Regions from separate parts of the Mus musculus genome. Here region 2 is linked to region 1. A link is a contact called in public HiChIP or PLAC-seq data. All regions are on one chromosome and are shown on one strand. Each heading gives the region's core, a stretch centred on a gene start, on an enhancer-like site or on the middle of the called end of the contact. The rest is flanking DNA. Distances are from core to core; before and after follow the strand shown. Region 1 holds the start of Mcph1 (microcephaly, primary autosomal recessive 1). Region 2 overlaps Mcph1 (microcephaly, primary autosomal recessive 1).

Region 1 (3,834 bases), core at 23-2,522:
AGATAGCCAAATAAGGAAGTCTGAGAACCAAGCCATGGTTCTGATTCTGTGTTCCCTTCTCAGGAATCCTAGTCCTGCTCTTACTGCCTGTATAAAGTGAGAGCATACAGCCGAGGGGAGGGTTATTTAGATCGGAGGGAGAGTTCAGCCTGAGGCATCTGGAAAAGTCCACAGAAGGGAGAGAAAGCTCTCTATCGGACTTGGCCAGCAGGGTAGGTCAGGCCATGAGAGGAGTGGGCACTGGGAAGAAAGGTGGAAGAGAAGAGAGAAAAGCAAAAGAGAGGACAGAGGGTGGGGTAGGGAAAGGGGGAGGAGCAGGGGGAGGGGAGGGGGGAGAGAGAGAGGGTCAGTAGGACTAAGTACCAGCCTGAAATGGCGGGGTTATATAGGAATGAGAAGCTTGGGGAACTGAAGCCCAAGAGCTGGAGAAGTTTAGAGCAGGAGGTGGGTTGAGAAACGCTAAAAGGAGCCACAGGTACCACGTAAGCCTGGAGGCCAGCAGACACTGTGGTATGTTACTGGGCACCTTAAGCAGCCATTTTGTCTTGAGTTTCTCTTTGCACTGCCTAGTGAAAGCTCTCCCACTGTGTTAGTGAAGATGCTTCAATTCGTGAATTCCCATTAACAGCTCATCACTCGGAATTTGGCTTTTTAAAATTATATATATTATATATTTTAATATGTACATTTAAAATAATTTTGAAATATATATATATGTATATGTGTGTGTATATCTATATAAATTATCTTTTTTTTTTTTTTTTAAAGCCAAATTGCTGGGCCAGTCTGTAATCCTAGCTCTTGGGGAAGGCTGAGTCGGGAGAAGGGCTGAGTGTTGTGAGCTAGAAACCAAGGCCATCTCTCTAAACACCCAACCAGGAGCTAAGGAGATGGCTCAGTGGTTAAGAACATTTGCTCTAGCAGAGGACCCGAATTTGGTCCCTGGCTCCCTTATGGTGGCACATAACCATGTGTAATTGGATCTGACGCCCTCTAGTGACCTCCACTGGCACCAGGCACGCACGTGGTGCAAATATGTACAAGCAGGCAAAGTACTCACACGTGTAACAAATAAATACAAAACCCAAAACAACCTGTCTGTCCAAACCAGTTGGGTGGTTTTTTTGTTTTTGTTTTTAACGCCCGGCGCTTAAGGCGACGAAAGGATACTGTTATCTACAGAAGAGCAGGCACTCCCTGGCTTCCGTCCTCCCTAGGCGGCTCCGTCCTCCTCCCTCTCCCGGCAGCCCTTGCGCGGGGAGGCGGGCCCGCGTCCGACCCGCCCCCTCGCAGACTCGCGGGCGGGAGGTTTGAAGACCCAGAGGGCCCGCGGACGCTGCAGCAGTCCCGCTCGCGCTCCAGGGTGCAGGGCTGAGGCAGGGCCCACGGGTGGGTCCCCTCCCCGGTCACCGAGCGCTGCGCAACGAGGACGAGCGAACCCTGCGGGGACAAGCGACCGCGGCGCTGACCTGCGCCCTGAAGCCGCGGTGCGGCGGGCTGACTCCTGCCAGGTCGCCGGAGAGCTTCAGGGCCGCCCGTGAGCGATCAGGTCTCGGCTGTCGTGTGTCACTGAGCCGGGCGCTCTCGGCGAGGGAAGGGAACCCGGAGCCCTTGCGCACACACACACACACCCCTAAGCCTGACGCGGCGAGCCCAGGGGGCACGGCCTGCGCATGCGCACCCCTCTGCCTTCCTGCCGGCGCACGCTCGGTCCCGCAGCTTCAAGCTGGTCGGGTCATGGAGGCCTCGGGAGGCGTTGGGGGCGCCTTTCTGAAAGGTGAGGAGACACGCCCAGTAGGGAGGGGGCTGGGGTCTAGGCTCCCAGCGCCTGGTTGTCTTGCCTGGGCCGCCGGGATCGGCTCCCAGGCCAGGTCCCATCCCATCTCAGGGCTCCCTACGCCCGAGGTCCTCTCACATCCTAGGTTCCCTCACACCCGGAGTCCCCTCACTCAGGATCCCGACCACCTGTGTGGACACCCCACATACATTCACCCTGTGACCTTCATCGACCCCTATGTGTTCCCCAATCCCCCCACCCCACCCCGGTGCAGGCTGAGCCCTGGAGAGCTGGCGGGAGGATAGGCTCCTGTCTTAGCTTTCTGGGATCCTCTTGCCTCTATGGCCTCTGCAGTTGTGGGATCAGGAAAAGTAAGAATTTGGTAATAGTGTGATGGCCTCTGGAGGGTCCTACCTGAGTAGAGCTGCCTGACACTTGTGGAGCTCACCTTTTTTTTTGTTGTTGTTGTATTTTTGTCGTGCTAACACGTGCTCAGAACATGGGACCCTGGGTGAGGAGATTCCAAGTATAAATATATTTTATATATTTATATATTATATTTATTATAGCTATGTGTTTATTATATTTATATCATATATGTGTATATATATTTAAATTTTTATTTATTATTTTAGAAAGCAAGTTTGCCTCCAACTTGCTATGTAGCTGAGGCTGACTTATCTCTGTTTTTTAATTTGGTTTGGGGGTGTGGGGTGGGGGTGTGGGCTTGCTTGTGTAACAAAGTTTCTCTTGTGGCTCTAGCCTTCCTGGACCTGGAAACTCTGTCTCAGTCTGTAGACCAGGCTGACCTCAGAGATCTGCCTACCTCTGCCTCTCAAATACTGGTTTTAAAGGGATACACCACCACCACATGCTTTGGCGTAGAACTCTTGCCTCTACTTTATAATCACTATGTGCTAAGATACCCAACTTCATATAAATAATTTATTAGAACTGAACTGTATTAGCTTGACTATGCTATGGCCATAGAATCGTGTTATTGGAAGATAGTCTGGGCCAGAAAGCCTGGAATGATTACTATATCTGTTTCTTTACAGAAAGCATAATCCAGGATAATTATAAATCTTCCTGGATGAGGAAGATTTAAAATACTACCAAAATGGCAAGGATGATGTTTTGAATAGATTCGTAATAAGAAATCTTCACGTAATAGGAAACTTTCACTTTTTTTTCCCTAAAATAAACAGAACAAGAGAAGAATCTATTGTGGGAGGGGGTGTGCAATTCCTAGTGTGTGGTTCCTGCTAAGATCTTGCTTATTTTCAGATGTTGTGGCCTATGTTGAAGTATGGTCTTCCAAAGGGACAGAGAATTACTCAAGGACGTTTGCAAAGCAACTTGAGGATATGGGGGCAACGGTAAGAAATTAATATCAAAATGACTGATAACCTGGTGTTTTCTCGTTATGGGAGCTGTTCCTTAGAACACGAAGGACTTAGCAGTGGGTGAGTGGTAGGAGGCAGAACAAACCAACCAAATACAAGTTGGACAGCAGTGCTTACAGAGGAGATAGTCTTGGAGGCATTGTGTTAGGAGGAGTCTAGTGGGAGACTTGAGTCTGGCATTGGTTCAGTGAGGGCTGGTACTCGCAGTGGAGAGAGTAAAGATGCAGGAGAATGAGCAGGTTTCCAAGGGAAGATTGTGACCGTAGGCATATTGGAAACATCTCATAGGCATTTGATTACTCATGTCTGGAGCTTGAGGCAGTCAGATCTGTAGACTGATGTGGGGGTCAGCAGAGGATGGAACCTTACTCAGATCCTGAGGAGTCCTAAAGGAGGAGGAGGAGGAGTGTTTAAGGACCAGTGATGGCCTGACCACCAACCTGGGAACAAGAAAGGGAAAAAAAATTGTCAGGAGAATATCAAAAGCAAGTATGAAAGAATTTAAGAGGTGTGGATTCAGAACAGCAGAGCCTTAAGGAACGGTAAGATGTGCTTAAGGCTTGTCAGTTATGAGGCGATTGCTCTAGCTCACTTTCTTTTTAAAGGACAAAAGGGTTCAAGGTGAGTCTGAGATTCCTGACTTAGGAAGAA
Region 2 (4,224 bases), core at 1,454-3,953, 35 kb after region 1:
ACTCCTCTGCTGATGTATGTACAGTTGGAATGATACAGGTGTGCCTTCTGTGTGCGGCCGTAGTTTATTTCTTACTTAATTTAGATCATTAGAATATTCTTTTTTGTTTGTGGTTGTTGTTGAGACAGGATTTCTCTGTATAGCCCTAGCTGCCCTACAACTTGCTTTGTAGACAATGTGGTCTTGAACTCAGAGATCCAGCTGCCTCTGCCTCCCAAGTGCTGCGGTTAACTGTATGCACTACCATGCCAGCCACATCATACGCATTTTATTAAGCCTTTTCCTTCACTTGCTACCATTACAAACTACACTAGACTCATCTGCATCTCAGGTCCATGAGTATCAGCCATGGTAACAAGTAAGACTGAGATGAACTGTAGCTTTTACAGAGACACCATCATGGTTTTGTTGGCAGCTGAAGCAGGTATATAGCTCTGTCTCATGTGCATGTCCAAATTGATTCAACGCGTATATGAACTGAGTCAGAGATTTTTAAACCCCACAGCTGAAAGGCCACTGTGGTGAGTGCATGTCTGTAATTCAAATCCTAGTATTCAAAGCTGGAGGCAGGAGGAGCAGGAGCTCAAGAACAGCTTGTAAAGTCAGCCTGAATTAACTTGTTAAAATGAGCTTGTCCCTAAAAATAAAAATAAAAAATTTAAAGCCCCCAACACCCCCCCCCTCCACTTTGCTTCCAAAGTAACTGTACAAAGGCTAAGGCTATGTATTTCAGTTCTTGCCTAGTGTGCACAAAGCCCTGGGTTCAGTTCCCAGCATCAGAACAACTGAACAACCACAGTATCTGAGGACTTCTGACTGCCCATACCTTCTTTGTATATATGCCCTTGCTTTATAGTCACTTTATTAAGTTTTCTGAGGGAAACATCCTCTGATTTTCCTTTTGAAAAAACGACTTTTAGAGGATGCTTAAGTACTGTACTTCCAGAGGACACAAGAACAGTTCCCAGAAGAATGTTGGGTGGCTCAAAACATCTTGTGACTACAACTAGAAGGGATCCCAGTACCTCTTCTATACTCATGTCCCATACCCATACACAGAAACACATAAATACACATAATTTAAAATAAATTTTAAAAATCTTTGGATATGTTTGTTTTGTCTCTTGTATGGACAGCTTTTGAAGATAGCGCCTAGAGCCTCATTTATTGAATCATTGATGTTCTAGATATTTTCTTTAAAACTGGTTTCTTAACTGAAACACTGTTGACTTTTGGGGACAATTTGTTATTGTGTAGTCTTTCTAAACCAGTTGCCCCTGTCTGTGTCAGCACTGGACTTTTACTTACTTAGAAGTAAATATTAGAAACTTCAGTTCTCAAACCGAAAACATTCACTTAATTTGGTTTAAGCTTCATACAAGTTGGATTTTGAAAGTCCCATCTCATGTGATTGTGTGATCATGTTTGTGGGGCAGTGATTGATAGGGATTCATTTTGTCAGTCTTAAATCTACAGTATAACTGATATAGTTTTTGTTCTCGAATTATATTAAGCTTAGCCTAAAGGTAAGATTAATTTCCTGTGTATATGGGATCAGGAGCAGAATGGGTAGATATGCTCTTGTCCCTGTCCAGTAGGCAATTCTGCCATCCAGTTATTGAAACTTGTCATTGTGTTATCAGCCTCCCAGATGTTGGAGCAGTCTCAGCAGAATCCATGTGTCAGTCTGTTTGAAACATCCTTGAACATTTCTCACCAACCTTTGAGTTCAGGTAAAATTGTAATATGTATTTTGTTTTTGTAACAGACTTATGATTTGAAAAGTGTGTGTGTGTGTCTCCTCTCACACTGTACTTTTTGAGCTAGACTTTTTCTGTGGAGCTCTGGCTAGCATGGCACTTCAATAGATACCCAGCTAGCCTCCAACTAGAACCATGTCCTTGTCTCCTCGAGTACTGAGATTACAAAAATGCTCCACCATGCCAAGATGTCGTGTGGTCCGTTCTAACCACTCAAGCAGCTGAGTAGACCTAAGTTTCTCCATGAGATTTGGTCTTATGGTATTGGGGACCTCCTGCTTGAACTCTTATTAGTCCCTCCCTGGGGATTTGTTTGATTGTTTGCTTTGTTGTGGAAATCCTTGTGACTATATATGATTTAAATGCAGTGTAAATGTATATCTGAGCACAGTTAGCACTAAAGAGGAATTATTCGTGTTTAATTAAGCCATGAAGCATATTATTGAAAAGAGTCTGTGTTAAATAGTATAGGAGCCCTTGACCTTTTTTCAAGGCTATATAGCTGTCAGGTGTTGAGTTCTTTACACTTCCCTCACGTAAGTCCATGGGGGCCTAAGTGAAGTCTGTGGAAACCCTAAACAACTGTGTTCAAAAGGGCTTCAAACGCCACATGAGGAGATTCAGCTAGGTGTTCTTCCTGTCCGTGGGGTGTATTCTGGCAGTCTGTCCTGCATGTTCTGAGCTTGTTTACCCATTCATCTTTTCTTTGCTCAGTTATATCTCCCATAGATTGGAAGCAAATGGCGATAACAATGCTGGCTTACCTTTCCCTATACTGTTCTTGTGTCTCACTGTATCACACACACACCCCAAGTCTCCATGAGGTAGGCTGCATCCCCACTCCCATTTCACAGAAGAGAAAACCAGGAGGTCAAGTGGATTGTGCAAGATCCTGAGGTTGTGAGTGATACACCCAGGCTTCTGACATAAGTAGTCTAAGAATTTATGCTCTTAGTGATGTGCCACACTGAATCGTGGCTTATTGAAGAGTGATTAATGCATTCAGTTCCTAAGAGTAAATCTCAGTATCACTCCAACTGCTGTCTTGGAAGCACTTCAGCAGAGGCCCAGTATCAGCTGACCTTTGCTTTTGCCCCTCCCTTCCCAGAGCACAGCTTCAAGGACAGGATATCTCTGTTGCCACCACTCTGCTCTGAAAGCCGAGCTCGAGTTGTTTAAGTTAGAATCCCAGCACTGCCTCCAGATGGTGTCTTTTCTCTAAAAAAGGAAGCCTTCAGCTGGGCAGCACTGTACCAGTAGAACTGGGTCTGAGTAATGACCACAGGTTCAGGAAAGTGAGCAGAAAGTGCTGACTGCCCTCTAGTACTTCAGTATAATGAGAGGACAGTAGCATGCTGAGTCCCAGGAGGGGCTAGCACTGTGACCTGACAGGATCAGGAGAGTCACAGGTGACACTGACACTGAGCTGGTTTTGAAGGATGAGTTGTGTTTACCCACAGCAAAATGTGTCAGAAAGCTGGGGTCAGAGTGGGGAGCCTGCAGAGGTGATGGACAGCGTATCATTACTTCTGAGAGAAGTGCAGACTTCATGAGAGATCGGAATATTGAGAGCCCCACATGCTTCATTTGAAATATAAATAAAACATGAGGACTTGATGGAAGAACAGGGGACAGATATGAGGAGCCGTGTTCTGTTTATGAGGAGAAATGGCTTATAGAAGACCAAAGCCTAGCCAAGCATGGTGGCACATACCTTTAAACCAAGCCAGCATTCAGGAGGCAGGGACAGACTCTCTCTTGAGTTCCAAGCCAGCTAGAGTTACACAATGACCAGTGACACCCTGTCTGGTCACTTGCACATTTTAAAGGCGATTCTTTGTTGATCTCTGCAGATGAATCCTTTGCCAGTGGCTCCCACTCATCTTTCGGTGATTCCTGTGGAGATCAAGAAAGGAAACTGGGAAGATCTGCTAATGAGATGACCACGGTGACATGCCCTTCCTCACCTGTGTTGAGGGCAAGCAGTTTTTATGGCTCAGCATCACCCAACCATCTCAGGCAGCCACGTCCTCAGAAAGCTCCAGACAGTCCTTCAAAGGAGAGCATCAACTGTCAGAAGGATGCTACAGGTGCGGTAGCTGATTCCGAGAGAAAGCAAGCTGCAGGTGTATCTCAGGGGGTGCCTGATGAGAAGCTCTGTCTGTCTCCTACGATGTCCATCATAGAAGAACACCAAGTACGGTTGGGACCCAAGAATTCTTCTGCAAAGAGAAAAAGGGCAGCGGACTTGGGTTCATCTCCAAAAGGAAAACTGAAGAAGAGGTACAAGAGAAAGTCTGCTCTGGCAATACAGTTATTCAAGTCCGACCAGAGCCCGCCGTCCACAATCAGACTCATTCCGGGAACTCCTGACGTTGAGGCTTCTTCCTATGAGGACTATTTTTCCCCTGATAATCTCAAGGAGAGGAATTCGGAGAGACTTCCTCCTGAGGCTCAGCAACTA

Evidence for each region. HiChIP or PLAC-seq counts read pairs in DNA pulled down with a chosen protein or histone mark.
Region 2: a contact with region 1 is called in an H3K4me3 HiChIP or PLAC-seq map of intestinal villus epithelium, with 8 read pairs. The contact joins the enhancer-like site here to the promoter of Mcph1 in region 1. A contact is called at or near these places in 1 of 39 promoter capture datasets (erythroid cells), 1 of 15 datasets of contacts at CTCF or cohesin (the NIH/3T3 cell line), 5 of 115 datasets of contacts at active chromatin or transcription factors (embryonic stem cells, intestinal villus epithelium and memory CD8 T cells) and 3 of 9 other capture datasets (adipose tissue, liver and pancreatic islet).

What each region holds. Positions count from the first base shown.
Region 1 is chr8:18,593,859-18,597,692 of GRCm38.p6, forward strand. It overlaps Mcph1 (microcephaly, primary autosomal recessive 1), which reads left to right and starts at 1,273. Exons shown (of 14, transcript NM_173189.3): 1 at 1,273-1,777; 2 at 3,065-3,156. The coding sequence starts at 1,738.
Region 2 is chr8:18,627,903-18,632,126 of GRCm38.p6, forward strand. Mcph1 (microcephaly, primary autosomal recessive 1) reads left to right here. Exons shown (of 14, transcript NM_173189.3): 7 at 1,644-1,733; 8 at 3,614-4,224. Among named protein-coding and RNA genes, the nearest start is that of Gm25763, 16 kb to the left of the region's middle. Within about 2 kb of position 2,704, at least 39 of the 459 cell types and tissues checked have an H3K27ac peak or open chromatin away from gene starts, as enhancers often do. A contact at or near this core is called in the NIH/3T3 cell line and intestinal villus epithelium, where this site is marked.